Regions from separate parts of the Mus musculus genome. Here region 1 is linked to region 2. The links are chromatin contacts, called in public promoter capture Hi-C maps. All regions are on one chromosome and are shown on one strand. The core of a region is the stretch at or near the end of the contact, and the rest is flanking DNA. Distances in the headings are between cores, read along the strand shown.

Region 1 (5,796 bases), core at 2,748-5,247, 160 kb before region 2:
GCACACGTGTGAGGGTGCGTGTGTGCAACAGTGTGAATGAATGTGGAGCTCAGAGGACCATCTGCAGGAGCTGGTTCTCGCCTTCCACCATGTGAGTCCCAGGGACTGAACTCAGGTTATGAGGCTTGGTCACAAGTGCCTTTACCTACTGAGTATGAGTACCTTGCTGGCTCACGTGCTTTGGATTTAAGACACAGTCTTACCATTGTAGGTCAGGATGACCTCAAAATCCTTAAACTCAAAATCCCTGGCCTCTGCCTCCCAAGTGTTGGGATCACAGCTGTGTGCCATCACACCCACCTCTATTACTATCATTACTGTTATTGCAGTACTTGAAAGTGAAACCAAGGCCTAGGACACACCAAGCAAATGTTCCACCATTCAGCTTCATTTTCAGCCCAATAAATTATTTTTGATGGCTTCAATATGTTGAAGGAACTCTGAAACCTTTTAATTGCTACAAATAAAACAAAAACCCAAAAAGCTCTGTGACTCTAGGAACATTCACTTAATCTTTAACATATCATGAAAAATACTATCAGAAAAATGACCCCTATGACAAAACTGTTTCAAGTAACAGATAGTCACACCAAGAAATTTCTAGAATAGATGTAATTGGACAGTACTGTGGTGTACACTGTAAGGTAATCTCTCTGATAATTATGTTACTAAATTACATAAAATAAAATATTACAGTCTTTACTTTTTCACAAATTCTAGATCTGCAACATTTGTTCATCCAACAAGGATGCACTGTGGATACATGTTCTCATTATTCTGTGACATGATATTTACAATTAAAGCAATATTGAGATTCTGATGGATGGATTTATTAGGAATATAACTTTTATCTCTACCTTCACTGAAGTCCCCACCCTGAATCATAAAGTTTTTAACCACACGGTGGAATGTAGAACCTTTATAACATAACTTCTTCCCAGTTGTTTTCCCAAGGCCTTTCTCCCCTGGGGGAAAAAAAAAAGAAGTTTAGCTACAAACCCAGCACTCCCCGGGAATAACCAACCAACTAATTTGCGGTGAAATCCCTCCCATGTGCTGATACTATGAGAGATGTAAGACACAGACAGATGACACAATGTATGTAGCATATATACATAATACACACACCAAAATAAATTATGCAAAGCAGTGTATGTTTTAAATTGATCCAGAAACAATTCTATGTGCTACTGGAGGTAAGAATGAAGAGAATTATTTCACTAAAGAATGAAAACAAGAAAATTGGTTCAAACATAGGTTTTTAAAAATTAAACTTGCTATTTTAAATGTTTAGCATTAAACCCGTTTTATTCTTCTTGGCAAGGGAGTAAGCAATGATACATAATGAAAAGCAATTTTTAAAAAGTGCTAAATGTATTTAAAGAATTAAAATTTGGATAACAACATTTTCCCGGGCCAAATTAATTTTGAAATGTCTTATTTGACGAATTAATACATAAAGATTTTATTATATAAAATAGATCCTTATCATTTTAAAGATTATTTCTTTTTCATACTGTCCTCTTTTAAGAAATGTTTCCTTCATTCATATTTCATATCATATTCAAGTTTTAGCTATATAACTCACTTAACAGATCATTGTATGTATTCTTTTAATGTTTTCTTTTTATTAGATATTTTCTTCATTTACATTTCAAATGCTATCTCGAAAGTCCCCTACACCCTCCCTCCACCTTGCTCCCCAACCCACAAACTCCTGCCTCCTGGCCCTGGCATTCCCCTGTACTGGGGCATATAATCTTCGCAAGACCAAGGGCCTCTCTTCCCGAAGATGGCCTAATATTCTGCTACATATGCAGCTAGAGTCAAGAGCTCCGGGGTACTGGTTAGTTCATATTGTTGTTCCTCCTATAGAGTTGCAGACCCCTTCAGCTCCTTGGGTGCTTTCTCTAGCTCCTCCATTGGGGGCCCTGTGTTCCATCCAATAAATAAATGACTGTGAGCATCCACTTCTGTTATTTGCCAGGCACTGGCATAGCCTCACAAGAGACAGTTATATCAGGGTCCTGTCAGCAAAATCTTGCTGGCATTCATTATATATTTATGAAGGTTCTCATTCTCCTGCCTTAAAACAGATACATCTGTAAGTAGCCAGTCATTCTTATTGAAAACAAGTTAAAAACTCACTCACCTGAGCACAGGCATAGGAAGTTTTTGCATGTTTTTGGACATATGTCTGAGAAGAGCTGAAACATAATTCGACCAACTGAAACAAAATATGAGGGGAAAAAACAGTGAGCAAGTTGATAATATAACAATATTTCATATAAGAGAACTTAACTAGAAGGTACCCAACAACAGTATGGTTTTTTTTTCTTTGTTTCTTTTTTTAATTACAGTACTGGAGATCAATCCCATACAATAAAAGTGTTTAAACTTATGGCTCTAGAACAAAAATTGTAGGATCTGAAATTTTGTTGTTGTTGTTTTTTTAAATTTTTCTTTTTATCTCTGTGAGTATACTGTCAGTGTCTTCAGACACACCAGAAGAGGGCATCAGATCCCAAGATGGTTGTGAGCCACCATGTGGTTGCTGGGAATTGAACTCAGGACCTCTGGAAGAGCAGCTGGTGATCTTAACCTCTGAGCCATCTCTCCAGCCCTGAAGTGTTCTTTTAAAACAGGGTTTTGGTTTTGTTTTTTTTTAGACAGGGTTTCTCTGTGTAGCCCTGGCTATCCTGGAACTCACTCTGTAGACCAGGCTGGCCTCAAACTCAGAAATCCGCCTGCCTCTGCCTCCTGAGTGCTGGGATAAAAGGCGTGTGCCACAAAACAGGGTCTTCTTATACATTAGATCCCTTTAATACTAATGACCTTTTAAAAAATGTTTGGTTTTGCTAGGCTAAAGATCAAACTTAGTACCTCACAGGTATGCACAGCAAGTACTCTATACACATTCCCAACTCCAAGCATTCTTTTTTTAATAAAGATTTATATATTTCATTTATAGGAGTACACTGTCACTGTCTTCAGACACACCAGAAGAGGGCATCAGAGCCCACTACAGATGGTTGTGAGCTACCATGTGGTTGCTGGGAATTGAATTCATAACCTTTGGAAGAGCAGTAAGGGACTCTTAACCGCTGAACCGTCTCTCCAGCCCCCAAGTATTCTTAATAGTGTGTGGCCTGTTAGGCCCTGTCAGGGACGAATGAGCACAACCCTCTTGAGAGTCTTTTCTGATCAGTAGTTAGAAGGAAAGCTTTCCCATACTCTTTGGTGCTTTCTTTCCTGAGATAACTTGAAGCCAATCACCTAAACTCAATGCTCATGTTCTACTCCCTGAAATCTAGGGGATAACAATTTGCTCTGAAGAATCGATGCCACTTACAATAAACAGCAATGAGAAGGAACAAGTCTGCAACTGATCTCACTACACACTGGAAAACAGTTCTCAAATTCTGGTTTCAAGATTCTTTCGAACTGTTAAAAGTTACTAAGCTGTTGTTTATGGGTTACACTTGTTAATTGCATATATAAATCGAAACTTAAGACATTTTTTTATGACACAATACTCAAGCACCCATTCCATTAGTGCTCAGGTCAGTGAAGTGAGATTTCCCTGTGAGAGCAAATCCTATTTTAGTATTATAAAAACAGTTCTGACTGTATAAACCTGCTTCAAGAATTATTTAGGTTTATTACATTTCCTTTTCCTTGGGGTAGGTGGCTCCCCATGTACTACAGAATATGTGTTGAATTCAGAAGACAACTTGCCAGAATGAGTTTTCCCCTCCCACTATGTGGTACCAGGGATCACATTCAGAGGGTCAGCTCAGCAACAAGTACCTTCTCCCACTGAGCCATTTCACCTGCCCCGAAGAAATGAAGTTTCAGTTTCCAATTCTCTCCTAACTCCATTTCCTCCTTCAGTCTACAAAACCCTTTCCCTTTTAGACATTTTCCTTAAAGAGTCAGAATAAGCGCCTGGCATGGAGGCTCATGCCTTTAATCTTTAATCCCAGCAGAGACAGACTGATCTCAATGTGTTCAACTCCAGCCTGTTTACACAGTAAGACCAGGACAGTCAAGGCTGTCACACAGAGAAACCCTGCTTGAAAAACCAAAACCAAAGAGAGAAGGGGGTTGGAGGGGATAAATCAAAATTATTGTAGACCAAGCATGAGCCACGTTTAGAACAAACACAAACCAAGTTCTACTGTTATCACTAAAGTTTTGTTTTTGTTTTTGTTGTTGTTGTTGTTTTTTCGAGACAGGGTTTCTCTGTACAGCCCTGGAGCTCACTTTGTAGACCAGGCTGGCCTCGAACTCAGAAATCCACCTGCCTCTGCCTCCCAAGTGCTGGGATTAAAGGCGTGCGCCACCATGCCCGGCTTAAAGTTTTAATATATTTCTAGCTATCCTACTGTCTTCTTGGCTGCACTACAGATAACTATCATGAATAAGAGTGGGATCATTACTGCCCATCATGGAAGGAAACTTCCTTATGTCAACACTCTAAGTCTAATCTCCAACTAAATCAATTTCTAAAACAAATTCAAAGCTGTAGCTGTTTTTTGAAGAAAAGGATGGAGAAAGAAAACAAAAAAGAAAAACTTTTAGGTAATAAATGACCAATGTGCATAAATACATGTCAGAATATTTCAAGAATACCTATAACATCGGAAACATGGAAATACCAGTGCAATAAAAATATCGGCATCAATCTTTATAAACTCCTGAAATGGCTGAGGTGGGCTTCAAGGTCACAATCATATGCTTTTCTATAAACAAACACACAAAATACAAAAACAATAAAAAGTTCTTCATTAGCCTTTAAGACTAGCCAATTAGCTCCTGCCCTCTATACTTTTTGAGATGTGGTCTCCATTAAGTTGCTCAGACTGGCCATGAACTCAATTTGTAGTTCAGGAAAACCTTAAACCTACAATCTTCTAGTCCAGGCTAACTTCTTCTTCTTCTTTTTTTTTTTTTTAATTTTTATTTTTTTGGTTTTTTGAGACAAGGTTTCTCTGTATAGCCCTGGCTGTCCTGGAACTCACTTTGTAGACCAGGCTGGCCTCGAACTCAGAAATCCGCCTGCCTCTGCCTCCCGAGTGCTGGGATTAAAGGTGTGCGCCACCATGCCCGGCTTCCAGGCTAACTTCTTAAGAAACTAAAAGAGGGGCTGTTGAGATGTCTCAGCAAGTCAAAGTGCTTGCTGCCAAACCTGATAGTCTGAGTTTGATCTCCAGGTTCCACACTGTCAAAGGAGAACCCACTCCCCTACTTATTTTTTCTTCTGATCTCCACATGCATGTACTCATACACATTAAATAAGTAAACGTAATAGAAAATCCTTCTTCAATAACTGCTAGGACAGTAAACATGGGATGTTTACTCCCCCATTGGTTTCCCTGGCTGACTATGTTATAACAAGTCTGCCTAATTGTGCTGTTATTAATACATCCCACTAAATTCATGATACAAAACCATACTCTATTCTCAAAGTTATATTACTTAGTAACTCTCTTCAACACAGTTTCTACTTCATATTTAATTCACGAGCAGTTAAAGAGTGGAGATCATATATGTCTAGTAATAAGGCTGAGATGCGAGGGACATTTCTGTTCTCCTAGTACAAATCTGGTCCGACACATCTACCCTGAGTGAGTCTAACGCTTAGAGTAGATACGAAGGTGAACAAACTACCACACTACTGTCTCTAGAGCCACAGAAAGACCGATGTCATGACGAAGGTCACAAGCAACACACACACATGCCTGACATAATTACCCCTTAATTTCTTAATAAAAATTTAAAATACTTCCACTG
Region 2 (6,259 bases), core at 2,786-5,285:
CCCACCACCCATCACACACCACTCACCACCCACCACCTACCCAGACACATGCATACCACATACCATACACAGACCACACACAAAACACACATACCACACAACACCACACACACACACACAACACACACATCACACCATACCACATATACACACCACACACCATACATATACCACATACACCATGCACCACACCACACACATACACACCCACATACACCATGTACCACACACACACCACACCACCCACCACAACACACACACACACACACACACACACACACACACACACCACATTATACCCTTTTCTCTCTCCCTGCACTGCTCTTAAGTAGCTTCTCTTTCCTGTGCTGTCCTCATGAGAGTGGGTGTATCCTACCTCTGACTCATCCTGTCAAATCTTTCTCTGACTCATCACTTTGTCTGTCCCTCAATTAGATGTTATTTTCAAACATGGCTGCTTCCTTCTACAAACTAACCTTATCTCCACTGTTAGAAATGAAAGGTATATACTAAGGGCATGTCTGATCCAGCCAGATCATATATTTGGATGTGATCCCTTGCTAGAGCAGCCATGTTTCTGGATTAAAATTCTTCTCCATCTTCCCCCTTTCTGTTTAAGCTAAAAATTATACACAGTTTAACTGTTACAACAGAAACATTATCAGTCCCACAAATGTAACAGTCTTTGTCCTCATGAAGATCCGTTGGTACAATGATCCTTCTTAACTGCAGTCCTAACCATCCATCCTTTAGCAAATGTCCACTTCAGCATCAAGGTTTTCAAATCTGCCATCCTGATGCGCAATCTACAGGTCTCTGAAGTGTTCGAGGACCACCTATCTATCTAAAGCATCTAAATAGACAGATGTTGCTTGTTTCTCGCTACTTACTTTCTGCTTAACTTTGAAGACATATACAGGAGGCCAAATAAAGCTTAATTCTGCAATTAAACTAAATCAGCACCCAACATGACTACAAATTATATATAATAGGTGACTATTAACTTGCATTTCTTAATTGCCCTAAACAATTTATAATATTAACTTTCATAAGACTAGAACTTTACATTATATTTTTTAGTGAGTTATATGTATACAGTACCTTAAACAAGAGTTGGATCCTATATACAGTATATAATTATAGCAAATATAACCTTACATTTCTATCAACATACAAAAAATCTATGGCAATCTAAAATATTTGAGACTTGTTTTTTTTCTAGTCTAAAAGAAGGTACAATAATCCATCTTTCTTTTCCTACCAAGTATCCACCATTTTTGTTCTTACACCCCCTCTTCCTCTTTCTCTACCTAACATTAGATAGGAGAGACAGTAAGAGGGGGAAAGAGAGAGAGAGAGATCCTTAAATTAACCTCCTTTATTTTCTTTCCCCCCTGACCATGACTAATAACAACTTGCAACCAGCTCTCTGCAAACAATAAATATCCGTAGCCCACCAAAGGACCCAAACCACCCTCTGGGAATGAGTGCATTGTGTTCTGAAGATTGCTTCCCGCTGTTGGGGTCAAAGGCGTCTTTGGGAGACCCTAGGAAAGTTGGGTATGGGCAAGTCCTGGGAGAGCTGGTGGTTAACTTGCAGTCCAGGCTGTGTGGGCTAGGACAGTGAAGGGCTTAACTGAAGTCCTGGCTGAAGCAGGCTGCTTTGAAGTGGTCCTGGATGCAGTTTTTGAGGAAACAGCAGCGGAGGCAGTCTGTGAGGCTGGATCACCTCAGCTGCTTGCTTTGTCTTCACTGGTCAGTCTGGTCCTTTTGCTCTAAAAATGCACAAACTTTTAAAAGTAATATTGTAGGTGCATTTCTGCATTAATATAGCATATGTATGGAATGTACAGTATGCACACATCAGCTAATAATGAATCCCTGCTCTGTGCTTGAGCAGATGAAAGGCATTTGTCAATTTTTATGAGTCCATTTGGATTGCATAACCAAACTGTAAACCTCCAACCTTGCCATAAGAAATGAGGCAAGCTCATGAGGATTAAGTAGCCAAAAAAGATTTATTGCCTAGGGCAGAGACATTCATGTCTTATCCAGTCTCTGAGCTGTTTCCACGGAAGGGATCAGCATACTTGTTAACTGTTTTGTTGCCAGACCAGCCATGTTGCTGGATTAAAATTCTTCTCCTCTGCATGCAAGTGGTGCATAGATATCAATGCAGGCAGAACACTCATAATATTTTTTAAATGTTTTAAATTGTAGGTAGTGTCTTAATGTTCTTATTGTTCTGAAGAGACACCAGGACCACAGCAACTCTTAAAAAGAAAAACATTTAACTAGGGCTGGCTTACAGTTTCAGAGGTTTAGTCCATTATCATTATGGCGGGAAGCATGGCAGCATGCAGGCAGACATGGTACTGAAGAAGGAGTCGAGAGTTCTACATCTTGATCCACAGGCAGCAGAAGAGGACTGTCTTCCACACTGAGTGCAGCTTGAGCATAAGGGACCTCAAAGCCTGTCCCCACAGTGACATACCTCCTCCAACAAGGCCACAGCTCCTAACAGTGCCACTCCCCTTGGGCCAAGCATTCAAATTCATGAGTCTACCGGGGCCATTCCTATTCAAACCCCTCAATAGTAACAACAATGATATTGATGTTGATATGAGTATAACATGTGATCTTGAGCCAACTGCAAGCCTGATAAATGACGGTCTGCGGACAGCCATCTCCACCTGAACCAAGACAACTCATCTGTAACAGCACAGGCACAGGCAAGGGCACACACACGATCCCCACACTGCTCGGATAACATATATTAACAGCAGATTATGGAATCTCTTTCTAAAACTGTTGAACAGGGGAAGAGAGACATCAGGATCTGACACAGCTGGAGAAGCCAGCCATGAATACTAGCTACCGCTCTCAATTAGAATCTGGGGGCCTCAGCACTGGGCATCATTCAATGCTTTATGATTCTGAGGGAGATGAGACATGTATATGACTCAGATGGAGCTGGGTCTGAATGCTTTCGTCTCTCTTGTTGTTTTTATTTAGATCTATATTGGTATTTCTTTTCCCCTGTAGACCCTAACGGTCACAGTCTGCTTTGCTGCATTTGGACAGTCTAAAGTGCTTGTTAGAAAGCAACATGGTAGTCTCACGGGCACTTTCTCTCTTCACAGAAAGACCCAATTTCAGCTTTATGTGCTTTGGTTGAGGATGCTCAAGTCCATGTGGGCTCCAGGGTAAAGCAAGAACTGGGCTGAGCCTCTGAGTCTCCGCAGAGGTCAAAGGTCCTGGGCGGAGCAGACTCCTGCAGAACGTTCCCCCACGCTCTCCACACAGTAGCAAGGACCCTGCAAAGGAGTCAGAGATCCAGAGCCATCCTTTTAAATGCTTTCAATTTTAGGTAACTTTGGGCAGTGTCGGATTCCCTTCTAGAACATTCCAATTTGTCTCAGCAGTAAATTCTTGCCCCTTCCAGATGTGCTGCCATTTTAGTGTTGAATTTTGTTTTCTTCTGGAGTCATTGGCTTTGAGCGCTTAACGGCGCCAGCAAGGAAAATGGCCTGGTTCATCCCTTCATTATTTCTAAGTGAAATTCTGAAATAATATGCTGGTTTTAGTTAATCCCTTTGAAGGGAAAGTTTTCTTTACATGGATTAATATTAGATTGAAATCTGGCAGAGACGGATTTGGGGATGTACTCAGGATGGACGTGTATAAAATGAATGGGGTCAACGGACACTGTGTGAATCAGAAGAGTGAGCCACCTTCTGAGCCTTCCTCCCAAGCTAGCTCCCTGCGTCCCCTATCTGGATGACTCCAGATAGGGGACGCAGGGTCATACAATCAGCTGTAGAAGACATCAACAATGCCAGACAGCCCTGTGGCAAACCTCACTGTTCCCAAAAGAACCCACCAATGGCCTTGAGTTCCCCAGTGGCTTTTCAGTGTCCCTTTCAATGTTGTTACACAACGGCAGGCATTTGTTTTTATCTCTCAAGTCTGTAGGTCACTGGATCCGACCTGTGTTTAGCTGGAAATTGGGTTTGACTCTGCTCCAAGGAGCAAAGTTCATTCCACGGCAGAGGCAAGAAGGCCAGCCAATCACATACACACGTATTCAAGCCACTGTTCATGCTGCACCCACTGACAGCCCACTGCCCGGAGTCAACAACATGGCCAGATACAAAGCTGAGGAGAAGAAGCAGTTTACATGACAGAAGGACCAAGACAAGTAACATGGCCTATCCAGGGGTTGCACCCGATCGGTCCCACTCAAGCAACAAATGCTATTTCTCACAGTTCTGGAGATGGACACCAGGACACTGGTGTCTGTGGAAGCTTCCTGGCTTTCTGTGTCTTTATATGGCAGAGTGTGTGTGCTCACCTACCACAGTACACCCAAGAGAGAGACAGGGACAAGTGAGGGGAGAGAGAGGAGGGGAGAATTCATGTAGCAGAGTGTGTGTGCTCGCCCACCTGAGAGAGACAGGGACAAGAGAAAGGGGAGAGAGAATTCACATGGCAGGGGTTGTGTGCTCATTCTTTGAATGGGATTTTTTTTCTTGATTTCTTTTCAGATAATTCACCTCATTTAAAAGGAAAGAGTTTATCTTTTCAGCTCCACTGGGATATCAGCCATGGGCTTGTTACCTGGAGCCTTTATGGGGTGAAGGACATTTCAGAGATTTTCTTTAAATTATTTTTATTTTATTTTACATGTTAGGGTGTTTTGGTTGCATGCATGTAGTGCTTGAGGAAGCCAGAAGAGGGCGTCAGATCTCCTGGAACTAGAGTTACAGACTATTGTGAGATGCCATATGGGTGCTGGGAGTCAAGCCTAAGTGTTCGGGAGCGGACAGTGATCTTAATCTCGGAGCCATTAATTTATGCGGGACTTTGCTGAATACCTTTAGTCTCTGCTAGATTCCCCTGTGGTCTTGGCCCTTTGGTTAACACTAATTTTACCTCTTAAACTCTTGGTCGTGGGATGAGAAACACTTGATCAGGGAAAAGGTCTGTTTACTGTACAGTGCTGCTGGGTTTGCCTTGCTGGGATTTAGTTGTTGATTTTTGCATCTGGGTCAATCAGGGTTATCATCCTACAATTTTGTTTTATGTTTTTATAGCATCCTTCCCTGGCTTTGATATCAAAGCCATTTCCCTGATAACAGATATTTTCAGATTCTTTTGCAGGGGAATTTTAAGACTTTGGAAAATGTATTTGATCAGACCCAGCAACACAAGCACTGAGTTCTGGGCCTTTCCCTTCTCTCTCTCTCTCTCTCTCTCTCTCTCTCTCTCTCTCTCTCTCTCTCTCTCTCCTTGCTTTTTGTCAGTCCATTCAGACTTTCCATTTCTTTGATCTGTCTTGGCTGAGAACACACTTCTAGGGATTTATCCATTTTTTTTTCTTGGCTTTCTAATTTGTTATTGTGTACCTGGGTGTGATTTTGGGGGCCTGCTGCATATTCTGTCTACACTTGCGTTTCCTCACTTGTGAAATGAGGACATAGCCAAAGCCAGTAGTTTTGCATCATGCTGTTGCAGGAACTGAGTCTGAACCTCAGAGTGTTTAGTGCAGGGAACAATGAATCTGCTTGCTCGTGGTAGAAGCCGTTGTTCTAACTAGTGTAGACAGGGCTTTCAGAAATAAATGGCCCAGCTTAACCCACAAGAAAGATGTAGTCCTTGACCTCAGCATGGGGTGCTGGCCAGCCTTTTGCACAGAGATAGCCCTTAAGGGACCTCTTATCGTCCTAGGAACCAAGAGACAGGGTTAGTGGTGACACACTTGGGGATAGGTCTGCAAAATGTCAGAATATTTTATGGACTGGAGATCACCTACAAGTCTCAATAAAAGTTGTGAGAAGGCAGAGTGCAGGCTGGATCAGCCTAACTCGGGGAGGAGCTCAGAGGGTAAGAGAGTTGGGCTGGGGAGGTGGGTAAGAGCGCTTGCTGTGCAAGCATGAGAGCCCAAGCTCAGACCCCAGCTCCCACATAAATACCCTATAACAGCACATCTATAACCGCAATACAATGGGGGTTAAAGACAGGAGGCACATTGGGACTCACTAGCTGCTAGCCTAGCTCTGGGTTCTGTGACATACGCTGCCTCAAGAGAAAAAGGTGGAGAGGGATAGAGAAGGACACCTGGTGTTATCTCATACACCACACAAACACACACACACACATACATCACACTAACACACATATCACACATATGCACACACAATTCATGCATACCAGGCACACACACATACACACACACCACCACCATAAATGACACAGA

Evidence for each region. Promoter capture Hi-C pulls out the DNA fragments that hold promoters and counts their contacts.
Region 1: a promoter capture Hi-C map of liver shows a contact between it and region 2, with 1.9 times the contacts expected there. The contact joins two enhancer-like sites. A contact is called at or near these places in 1 of 39 promoter capture datasets (liver), 1 of 115 datasets of contacts at active chromatin or transcription factors (bone marrow-derived macrophages) and 2 of 9 other capture datasets (adipose tissue and pancreatic islet).

Annotation. Positions count from the first base shown.
Region 1 is chr9:121,723,747-121,729,542 of GRCm38.p6, reverse strand. It overlaps Nktr (natural killer tumor recognition sequence), which reads right to left. Exons shown (of 17, transcript NM_010918.2): 3 at 2,153-2,227; 4 at 858-965. Among named protein-coding and RNA genes, the nearest start is that of Nktr, 7.5 kb to the right of the region's middle. Within about 2 kb of position 3,997, at least 5 of the 459 cell types and tissues checked have an H3K27ac peak or open chromatin away from gene starts, as enhancers often do. A contact at or near this core is called in liver, where this site is marked.
Region 2 is chr9:121,564,372-121,570,630 of GRCm38.p6, reverse strand. No RefSeq gene overlaps it. Among named protein-coding and RNA genes, the nearest start is that of Lyzl4, 19 kb to the left of the region's middle. Within about 2 kb of position 4,035, at least 8 of the 459 cell types and tissues checked have an H3K27ac peak or open chromatin away from gene starts, as enhancers often do. A contact at or near this core is called in liver, where this site is marked.